Linked DNA regions of Ovis aries: region 1 is linked to region 2. A link is a contact called in public Hi-C data. All regions are on one chromosome and are shown on one strand. The core of a region is the stretch at or near the end of the contact, and the rest is flanking DNA. Distances in the headings are between cores, read along the strand shown.

Evidence for each region. Hi-C and Micro-C count contacts between places; a contact is called where the count stands out from the background.
Region 1: a contact with region 2 is called in a Hi-C map of hypothalamus, with 4 times the contacts expected there. The contact joins two enhancer-like sites. A contact is called at or near these places in 3 of 16 Hi-C or Micro-C datasets (hypothalamus, skin fibroblasts and tail adipose tissue).

The regions. Positions count from the first base shown.
Region 1 is chr20:36,578,453-36,584,130 of ARS-UI_Ramb_v3.0, reverse strand. The region is part of intron 5 of CDKAL1 (CDK5 regulatory subunit associated protein 1 like 1); the gene reads left to right. Among named protein-coding and RNA genes, the nearest start is that of CDKAL1, 130 kb to the left of the region's middle. Within about 2 kb of position 3,385, at least 10 of the 54 cell types and tissues checked have an H3K27ac peak or open chromatin away from gene starts, as enhancers often do. A contact at or near this core is called in hypothalamus, where this site is marked.
Region 2 is chr20:35,788,980-35,794,215 of ARS-UI_Ramb_v3.0, reverse strand. No RefSeq gene overlaps it. Among named protein-coding and RNA genes, the nearest start is that of SOX4, 5.6 kb to the right of the region's middle. Within about 2 kb of position 2,890, at least 18 of the 54 cell types and tissues checked have an H3K27ac peak or open chromatin away from gene starts, as enhancers often do. A contact at or near this core is called in hypothalamus, where this site is marked.

The DNA.
Region 1 (5,678 bases), core at 2,136-4,635, 790 kb before region 2:
CTCCATGGTGATATTTTGTGATTCTCTTGATATATATTGTTTTATATTTGTTATATTTCTCTATGAGATATACTTTTTTCCTTAGATTACCTAAATGGTAATTAGGAGCATTTGTATTTTTATTTTAGTTGTTACGTTTGTGTTTGTCCTATTTGAATGATTGTATTCCTCTTTTACCTATTTAATCATTTACCATCTATTCAGTGCTAGAGTTTAACTTCTGGCATTTTCCCAATCAGTGGACTTAGTTTACTTAGTCAACTTCCTCTCCCTTTTCTTCAGATTTTTTTTTTCCGCACCATTTGTACTTTGTTACAATGTACAACATTTGTACATTAATCTTCAGCTTTCAAAAATTAATGTTCTCACTTTTATTTTAGTCTCAGATTTACAGTTATTTGTATGAATGGACTTACCACTCTGTTTCTCTGAAATTTCCCTAGTCATTGGTTGGTTGCATAAATAAGCTTATTTTGTAGTAGATTCTTCAAGAAAGGATTATGAATTCCTATTACGTTTAAGACTTTTTATATAGTGTTGATATTTGAAGGACAGCTTGACTGGATGTAAAATCCATTATTCATACTTTTTTCATTGAATTTCTATAAAAACAAAAACAAAAAGCTGCTCTACTGTTGCCATGCATCGTGTTTTAGAAACTCGGATGTGTCAGATTTGCTTGCCTTTGTTCATTGTTTTTTTTTTTTTTTTGCCTGTGGGCCTTGAGTATCTTTATTTTAAAGCCTAAGAGTTTACTAAGGTTTATCCAGGGGATTCTTCCACGTTAACTCTACTAGATATTGGAAGAATTTCAATATGTAGACTCAGATCTTCGTTTATTTCTGGAAAGTTTTCTTGGGTTCTAATTTTAAATATTGGCTTTATCCTTTTTTTTTTTTTTTAATCTTTCGAAATCCAGTTTTATGAATGTTATTCGCATTTCCTGTTCTCTAATTCCACCACTTTCTCTTCGAATTGCTTTTCTTTTTTAGCTTCTTTATCTCATTTTTTGGGGGTGCTGATTGATTTACTGCATTTCTTAATTATTCCCTATTGCATTTTTATTAGTTTTAGAATGTTTCTTTATAGTTAGGTGGGATCATTTTGGGGTGAACTAGTTGGGAAGGCTTTTGAAAGAGTAACTTTTAATCTAGATCTCAAATGAATTCTAGAATATTTATTCATAGTAAGAGAAAAATATTTCAAACATAGCAGAAAAACACTTAAAAAAAAAAAAGAAAGAACCTGTGTGTTAAATTGCCATTGCCATTCCTATTTCTGCCATTCCATTTCCAGCCCTCCTTAGATGAGACCTAAATTATTACTAGGAATGGAAATTATATGTGGATAGTATTTTGTTCTGTTTGGAACCAGCTGACAAAGGGTTCATTATGACCAGTAGCAGTGAATAAGAATAAATTGAATTATTTTTAAATTAGTAATAGTGACTATGAGATAAAATGAGTGGCATTGTTATCCACAATCTGGGCCACCTTGTGTGTTAGACATCTATGTGGAGAGACCCTTTTAGCAGTGAAGTCGCTCAGTTGTGTCTGACACTTAGCGACCCCATGGACTGCAGCCTACCAGGCTCCTCCATCCATGGGATTTTCCAGGCCAGAGTACTGGAGTGGGGTGCCATTGCCTTCTCCATCTCCAGCAAATATCATCCCTTATGTCTTACACATTGGACAGTGTTCTGGAAACTGGAGCATGGACCCTGTCCTCAGCTCTAGATAAGCCTCTTTAGGGGAGAGCTTTGAGTCTAGGTCTGTTTTGTGTTGAATGGTTTTAGAGGGAGGTTCTGGCATAATTGTATAGTTTCTGAAAGATGGATGGATGTTCCTTCTGAAATTTATTGGAAGAACATCTTAGGATACAAGGACATTATCGATTTTGTTGCTATTTTAAGAAAAACTTTATTTTGTAATGATTGTAGACTCCCATATATTAGTAGTTTTTAAAGCTATAACATTATATTTGAAGTTAGTTTTGTTATAAATATATGCCAAATTAAGGAAAACTGAGAGTGAATTTCCTGACAGTCCTGTTAGCAGTGTTTGATTTTTTTTTTTATCTTTATTGCTCAAAGCACTACTATTCTAGGACTAGTTTTTTTTTTTTATAAGATGGTTAAGACTAGACAAGTTGTCACTTGCCTCGAATTGTTCTCTCAGTAAGCAAGACTTCGTTAAGACTGAATGTTGTCTGTCACTGTCTACATCTGTGATTTTCTTTATTCTGATTGAAAGAAAATGTTTACTTTCTGCATGTTGCTTTCTGTGGGGCTTTCAGGTGGCTCAATGTTTAGTTCCACCTGCTAATGCAGGAGATGCAGAAGACTCAGGTTCGATCCTTGGGTTGCGAAGATCCCCTGGAGGAGGAGATCCCCTGGAGGAGGAAATGGCTACCCACTTCAGTATTCTTGCCTGGAAAATCCCATGGACAAAAGAGCCTGGCAGACTGCAGTCCCTGGGGTTACAAAGAGTCGAGCATGACAGAGCAACCGAGCACACACTCGTGTAGCTTTATGTAGAAATCTGGCTGGACAGGGCACTTTTGGATCAAATCTTGAGCCTTAAAAAACATTGAAAAAGACAACTTAATGATGGTTCTTTCTGTTCAGCAAGGTGAGGTTTTTGATAATAGGGCAAAACTTAAACCCATATTTCTTATTTGCTAGCTTATAAAGAGGTATTTTGTTTTATCACCTAAGTTTCCTGACATCAGGATGTGATTTTAAGATGAAAAAGTAACAGTTTTGGATATCAATGATATCCAAAGTTTTTAATATCTGAGATGAACAATGAAAAATGAGAGAAAGGTTGGGAAGGATCCATGACTTCAGTTTTGTTTGTTGCGTCACTTTAGGTGGGGATCTTTAGATTAAGGCTCGTTCCTGTTGGCCCGCTTTGCCTCAATTGTTCAGTGTTGTCCTGAATGCATTTACAGTTCTTTTGCAGGATGGCCTCTCTTTTGTAGATGAATCCCTATAAGGAACACAGGAAGTTGTTACAGTAACTCCCAAAGTGTGATTCTAGGCAGCCCCAGTCCTGTGCTCCCTGGAGTCGGGGAAATCAGTGCTTTCCTGCTGCTAAGTTGTGCATTGTCCCTGGCCTTTGACTGGACAGGCTTGAACCAAGTATTTGCCTGGGTCTAAATTCTGTTTTCTTTCCATGTCTTAAATTCCTACTTTACACCAGGCATTGTATTAGGGGCCAGGGACCCAAAAATGAATAAGGGAGAGTCCAGTCTTTATTTGATAGGAGAGACGGTGTGCCAGCTCTCAGTTTATCGTCTCTTAGCCCCTAGTCCAGCCTTCTCTGTCTTGCTTTGTGGAACTGGAACTGGACCCGGTAATAATAGTTCTCGTGTTAGCTGCTGCAGTCAGTAGAGGGCACTGGTGGGAAGTTGCAGGGCTGTAGGAGGAGAAAAGCACTTCTCTGGCTTCTAAGCCTCCTTCCTTCTCATTCACGGCAGAGCCAGGCCGGGTGCTTGGAGGCCTGGGGAGGATGGAGTGGACAGTACAGATCCTTTCCAGCAATGACGACACTGCAGGCCGCATCCCTCAGGCAGCTCTGGTCCTGGCTGTACCATACCACCTGTACCTTTACGGTCTTCCAGTATCATTGGTTGTTGATCCATAGACTTTTCAAACTATTTTTCTTCCTGATTATTTAAAAAAAAAGGTTAGCAGCAGATTGTAGAATGTTTGGAAAATGCAATTTCAGAGTTGCTTGTGTTCCTTTGTGCACTTAGCATGCTGCTGTGTGTCTCTCCAGTCTTTATCTGCATGGGTTCCTCTTTCATACAGGTGAAATTGTTTGGTGCTATTTTTGTGTCTTACTTAAACACTCAAATTTATTACTTGATATTAATTTTCAATGGCTGTGTAATAGTTCATGTTATGGATATATTATAGTTTATGTACATTTCTTTGATGCTTAAATTTCATCCAATTTGTCCAGTGCATCCAATACATGTATTATGAACATGAAAAAAATGAACATCTCGGGTATACGTCTTTGGGTTCATTGCTGGCTGGCTAATGTATATATATTTTAATGTAGCTTATATTTGCAAAGGTATAAATTTGGTTGAAAACAGTATTTCAAAAACTCCAGGTACATGTTGTCACATTGTTCTCTGGAAAAAGTGTATGAATCAGCTTCCTGTCCAGCAGTGAAAGAGACACATTTCTTTTAGAATTACACCTTTTGACTTTGCTAATTTAATGGGTATTCGGATGATAGTTCCTTGTTTTAATGTGTGTTTCATTGATTATGAGTGTAATCGACTATTTTTAATGTATTTGGATTAGTTACTGTTTATTTTGTCTTTAATTACAGACTTTGTTTTATAAGTATGCTCATGTGAGCTTCTTTGTATATTGAGAATCAGCTCTAGGAGAACTTTTAAAGTCAGGGTTGCTTTACTGTGCTCTTAAAGACAATGAAAGTGAAAGTGTTAGTTACTCAGTCATGTCTCTTTGTGATCTCATGGACTGTAGCCCATCAGGTTCCTCTGTCCATAGAATTCTCCAGGCAAGAATACTGGAGTGAGTTGCCATTTCCTCCTCCAGGGGATCTTCCCGACCCAAGGAGTGAACGTGGGTCTCTTGAATTGCAGGCAGATTCTTTACCATCTGAGCTACCAGGGGAGCCCATTTAGACAGTAATCAAGACAGTGAATTTAACATTCAGATCTTGGGAGAAGGTTTTGTAGACCATTTTTTGCTATTTTTCCTGTGTATCCACCATGGTCTGTTTGAGTACTTTCATCAGTGTACAAAAACAGGAAATAGAGATTATGATATGTTATATTAATAACCATTTTGCTCATACATAATAATAAATATATTTTTCAAATAAGATGAAATATATACTTCATGCAACAAATACTATATTACTAGACTTTTTTTTTTAAGTAGGAAATATCCAAGGGAGTGGGCAGTACTGCTTAAAAACGATCTTCAGGGACTGTGGGTGGGTAAAATGCTGTATGACCCAGCTCCCAAGAGGTTTTGTAGCTCTCATTTGTAAGCTGCCGTTCATTATTCTGTCTCTTGTCTTTCACTATCTGCAGCTTTCTTCCTTCATCTTTGGACTTGTTTCTGTGGAAAATGTGAGTTCACAGTGGTGCCCCGCCGGGCCAGGGCATCTCTGGGCCAGCAGGCCCCTAGCAGCCAGTGCTGCTGAGAGCAGGTGCGTGTGCAGATGGTGTGGGGGTCCGGCCTGCCTTCTGCTGGTGGTGCTGGAGGTGATTGATCACACTGCTTGCCCTGCATGATGGTCTGAAGCAAGGGCAGCAAGTGTACCAGGCTAGGTGAAAGTCAGCAGTGGCAGGGCAAGCATGCACACTTAATTTAATCTGAGTTTTATTAGACTTCCTCATTAGTGCTCTTAAGCAGTGGCCTCTGCACATGCTGTTTTGCCTCCTTGTCCATCTCTTGCCCTGTATCTTCTGATGGAGGTGGTACTAAAGGTTTCAGAAAGGGCAGAAAGCAAGCATCTTGAGTTGGAGAAGATAATCAGTTGTTGGTGCTCTCATAATTTGAATGGACTCCAAGGCAGTGTAAAGGCCTCAGTCTGGTTTCTGTCTTTTCTTGTAGGTATTTCCAAAATAGAGTACACATACCCACAGGGTAGATAAAACAGTGCACTGGGAGTTGGGTGGGA
Region 2 (5,236 bases), core at 1,641-4,140:
GTTCCCACTAGCTATCTATTTCACACATGTTAGTGTAGGTATCAACGCTACTCTCTCAATTCCTCCCATCCTCTCCTTCCCCTGCTACGTCCAGAAGTCCATTCTCTATGTCTGGGCCTCTATTCCCACAGTGGTCTTTAGATTTCAAATGGACAAACCCCAATATGCAGGCACTCATCAAACGTTCTGCTCGGCTCATGTCTGCTAATGCCCCATTAGCCAAAGCAAGTCGTGTGACCCGATCTAGAGTTGATGGGGTAGGATCCACAAAGGGCATAAATAGGACAAGGTTGATATATCATAAGAATCTACCACGTCTGCCATGAATTTCAGACTTTGAATTACATTCCCATCCCTGAGTACATTCCCATTCCTCAGTACTTGCCTGCCATCCTTAGTTCGTAATTAACACCTTGGCAGTACTCCCTTTAGACAACATTTTGGGTGTTCTAGTGAAATATAACCTGGGCACACATGGTGGAAATATAGTATTGTATTATGGATTTTGTGCCTATTTCTCCTTCGTATTGTAGTTTGAGCATTACATTGACTTTAAGAATACATTAAAACATAGTAGGTTATACTATCTAAGAATTTTCTCAAAGGATAAAGTTACACTATTATTGTTGCTTTTTAGTCACTAAATCGCGTCCAACTCTTATGACTTCATGGACTGTGGCCCGCCAGGCTCCTCTGTCCATGGGATTTCCCAGGCAAGAATACTGGAGTGGGTTGCCATTTTCTTCTCCAGGGCATCAAACCAGCATCTCCTGCATTGGCAGTCCAGTTCTTTACCACTAAGCCACACCTGGGAAGCCCAAAAGTTATATTACAAAACAGTTTTTCCAGTAAAGCAGTGTCTGGGGTCTGACATTTGTGAAATGAATGAGTTAAGTTTGAGTGTTTATGGACTAGGCTTCAATTACTTACAAATGCTTCTAGCTCAGAGTTCAGTTCAGTTCAGTCGCTCAGTCCTGTCCAACTTTTTGCGACATGGACTGCAGAGCCAGGCCTCCCTGTCCATCACCAACTCCTGGAGCTTACTCAAACTCATGTCCATCGAGTTGGTGATGCCATCCAAACATCTCATCCTCTGTCGGCCCCTTCTCCCGCCCTCAATCTTTCCCAGCATCAGGGTCTTTTCCAGTGAGTTGGTTCTTTGCATCAGGGGGCCAAAGTATTGGAGTTTCAGCTTCCAGCATCAGTCCTTTCAATGAATATTCAGGACTGATTTCCTTTAGCATCGAGAGGTTGGATCTCTTTGTAGTCCAAGGGACTCTCAAGAGTGTTCTCCAGCACGACAGTTCAAAAGCATCAATTCTTCGGCGCTCAGTGTCACTAAATTATTAGTTTAAAACTGTGATCATTAATTTTGATCTCTGTTTTCTGAGAATGCCGCACAGGAAGCACGGGGTAGGGAGTGGGGAGTGAGGGGTCACTTATACATAAGAAAGCAGAGGAAAATCATAAAACTTTCACACCTTAGTCTACCAGACTCATCACCTCTCCAGACCTCCAAACTGCCTCAACCGCGCTCCTTGGCAGGGCCAATTTGCTTAGATTACCGTTCGGCTTGTGCATTTATTACACAATGTACAACATACTGAACAGATGGTGCAGCTCCTGAGCTCAGCAGCTGGAGGGGACGCTCTGCACACAGTAGGAGCACCATAAACATTGATTGACTGAGTTCATTGCCTCGGTTGACTCGAAGCCATCTTGCCCCCGGGCAATATCCTTACATCTCTCCAGGCCCACACCCTGGCCCGAAAGGCGGTGAGCTCGCAGCAGATGGCGAGTCCCGGGTGCCAGGTGTGCAGCACGCTCAGCGCGGTCTGGGGCACCAGGTTCTTTGGTCCCTGCTCCTCCCCACCCCTCCCACTCCCACGAGTCGCCGTCGGCGCCACACGTGATGTCGGGCCAAGGGGGACGCGGGGAGGGGCGGGGAGGGCTGGGAACACGGAGCTCCGGTGCCTGGCGGAGCCCGCGCGTGCTGCGCCCGCCCCCTTTCCCCTCTGAACCGTGTCACCTGGCAGCCCGCGCGGCCTCCGCGCCTCCCCATCTTCCCTCTCTGCGATCGAGCGCCTTTCTCCCTCCCCCGCCCTCTTCCTCTCTTTCTCTTATCTTGACATTTCGCCTCGCTTCCCTCTGCCCACTCCCCGGCGGGTTTCCCTCGCAGGCAGGCGCGCCTGCTCCAGCCTGCCCGCCCCCGCACCACCTCCAATTGTAGGTCAACTGGCTGGCTAACGTTGGCTTAGGTGTGCTCTTGTTTAAGCGTTTTTCCATAAGTGGGATCAGACGCTTTCCCCACGGGGCTCCAACTGGAATTGCTGCTTCTTGGCTGTGGAGTTGGGGGGCGGGGACGGGAATCCCGCGGGATGTGCTGCCATCCACGCCGCGCGCTGGGGTCACTGGGATGGTTTCGGGGCGCCCCGCGGGGGTTGGCAGCCCCACCCGGGCGCCTGCTCCCGGGGCCTGGCTGCCGCGGCGGCCTGCCGAAAGGTAGAAGCATGCGAATCCAAGGGGGACAAAGCGGCGAATCCCTCCGGAGCGCTCCGATTCTCAGTAACTGCGCCCGGGGCGCAGCCTCTATTGGTGATTTACTTGCCAGAAACTCCCTCCTCCCAGACCTGAGACCCGGGGCCGATTCCCGGGGGGCGTCGGTGCGCCCCTGCCAGGGGGCCCTGGCACCTCGACTCCCGCCCCGCTCCCCGCCTTTCCCGCAAGAGGGAGGGCACCGAGGCACGCTGAAGCCCCCTCCCAAGCCCCGGGGGAGGGGATGCTTGAAGAGTGGAGTGCAACCAATTGTCAACCTCCCTTCGCCCTACAGCTTTTCCTCTGTAGCCCCCCCTCTCCCCGCCCACCGCGCATACACCCTGCTCTGCCCTCCCGCACGAGAGCGGGCAACTGCACGCTCCACGGGACCAGGGAGGGGGTTGCCCAGCCCGGGTACGAATGTCGCCTGCCAGCCGGAACGTGGGTTCCAGACGCAGAGCGCGCACGGGGCGGGTGGGCGTCCCGGGTCAAGGCGGTGGGCTCGCTGGAGACCAGGGGGCCCAGGGACTGTCAGTTCCGGTCATGGACGGAATTGGGCCCGGTGGCGGGGGGTGGGGGGTTGGTGGAGGGGATGGAGGAGCCGAGCGCCAGAGGAAACCACCTCCCCCCAACGCGGGCCAGCGCGGCCAATCGCAATTTCGAAGAAGGCTAGGGTGCGGGGGCGCGTGTGTGCCTGTGTCTTCAGCTTCTTCCCCGGTCGTAAACCTAAACGGAAGATGGGTGTTAAAGTGTTGCTGAAAGCATCGCCCGAAACCTGTTTACAGTAGGAAAGACTTTTCCCCGAAAAAGCACAGCCGGAGTCGATTCCAGTGTATTTCCTCCCTGTACCAGTAACCGAAAGACGAGACTCAGCCGCCGCGGCGGAGCACCGCTGACCCCCGCCTACCCCTCGGCGCGCCCAGGGCAGGGAGAGCGCGGTGCCCGCGCCACCGAGTCGCGGCGCCCGGCAGAGGGAAACCATCTTTTGAGGAGGGCTGCCTCTGCTAGTCCTCGAGTCGGGCGCGCCTCCTCTGCAGCGGCTCTCCGAGAGAGCCTTCTAATTCGTTCCGGCTTCGGCAAGATACGGACACGGCCATTGATGAGCTCCCGGTTCAGTGACTAGGTCCAAACGGGAGTCCTGGCGTCCCCAAGTTTCTGGGAGCTTCTGACAAGTGAACAGGAGGTGGCGGTTCGTTGCCCTAAACTCTTGATTTATGATTTAAAAAAAAAATCACCAGAATTCATCGACACACCCTATTAACCGCTGATCGTTTAAACTGCTACCGAAAGAAGGTAGTGGAGGATGCTACCGGTTCAGGAGAGGAGGAAGCGGGGAGAAAGAAGTCCGACCATCCCCACGTTTTCCCACATCTCCTCGTGGGCGCAGGGAGGCTCAGCGCTGCCACCTGGCGGCCACCTCTCCCTGGGCTGGGAGTCGGCTGATGGACGTAAACCCGGGTTCGCGGTGGGTGTGACTTGCTTCGGCTTAGCGAAATGGAGCAGAAGCTCGTGTTCCTGCTTCAAATCTACGTGGCCTGGTGCAAACACTCATTTCCTGCTTGTTCTCACGAGAAAATTGAAAGGAGAGGAAAAATGAGTTGGCGCTGGTATGAAATGCATACAGAAACCTACCAGGTGCCAGCCACTGGTTAGGAGGGTAGAGAAAATGGCAAAAATTTAATTAGAAATGCAGGATTCTTATCTCTTAATTTTTCCTAAGAGTAAACATAATAATAATAATAAACATGGACTTCATTTTACCTTAGATCCTATTTTAGTATTTTGCAAATAAGGATTACTTCCATACATTGTGTTTCCATACAACCCCCACCCCTTCGGGGAAGTCCAGTTCCAATGCAATTTCATCAGCCCCCCAAAAATGAAGTGCAAGTTATATTTGTCTACTTGACTGAGAAGTAAATCAGCTTCTGATGGAAGGTTATTTTCCATAAAATGTGGAACCAAAAAGCCTGGGGCCTTTCAGTTGGCAAAGGCCAATGACATCAAATTTCTCAGGCTTCTTCCCTGTCTGCTAAAGTAACAAAGACAGGATTTTTCCCCCTCTTTATTTTCTTTGAACTGAATAGTTGTCAGGTCAGACCAGCTCTTACAATCACAGTTTCTATAACCAAGACAAGGAAAAATCTTGCAAATCAGTGTGAATCCAAGATATTTGTTAAACTAATTTCCCCTCAGGTTTTTTTTTTTTTCCCCTCCCTCTATGCTATAGGAATATATTAAGCAGTGGGACAGAATGCTATGTCCATCTATATACCCCATACCATTTTATGGATGTAGGATTTTTATGTTGTGCAGGTGTGTGAGAGCAGAAGAAATGAATTAGCAAATATTACATCTCAAATTGAGTTCCATTATTTAATGGAAAATAAACAAAATAAGAGGAAATATTTACCTTAATTCAAAATTTGGAATGTCTATCATCTGCTAATAAAGAAATTTCATCTATTATTTTGAAACAGGATTTTTTTTTTTTTTTTTTTGCAAAATTATCTTGGCTTACTGTTAATATGGCTTAGAGAGTAGCATTAAGAATCACTTCATGTACTACAAAGCCAGCAGAGGGAACACTGAGTACTGATTTAGTAGGGGCCACCAAATATCTGGTATTTCGGAAAAAAATGTTAGTAATGGAAAAACTGGTTACAAAGCATGTGAAGTTAGGTAATGAGAACACAGAAAT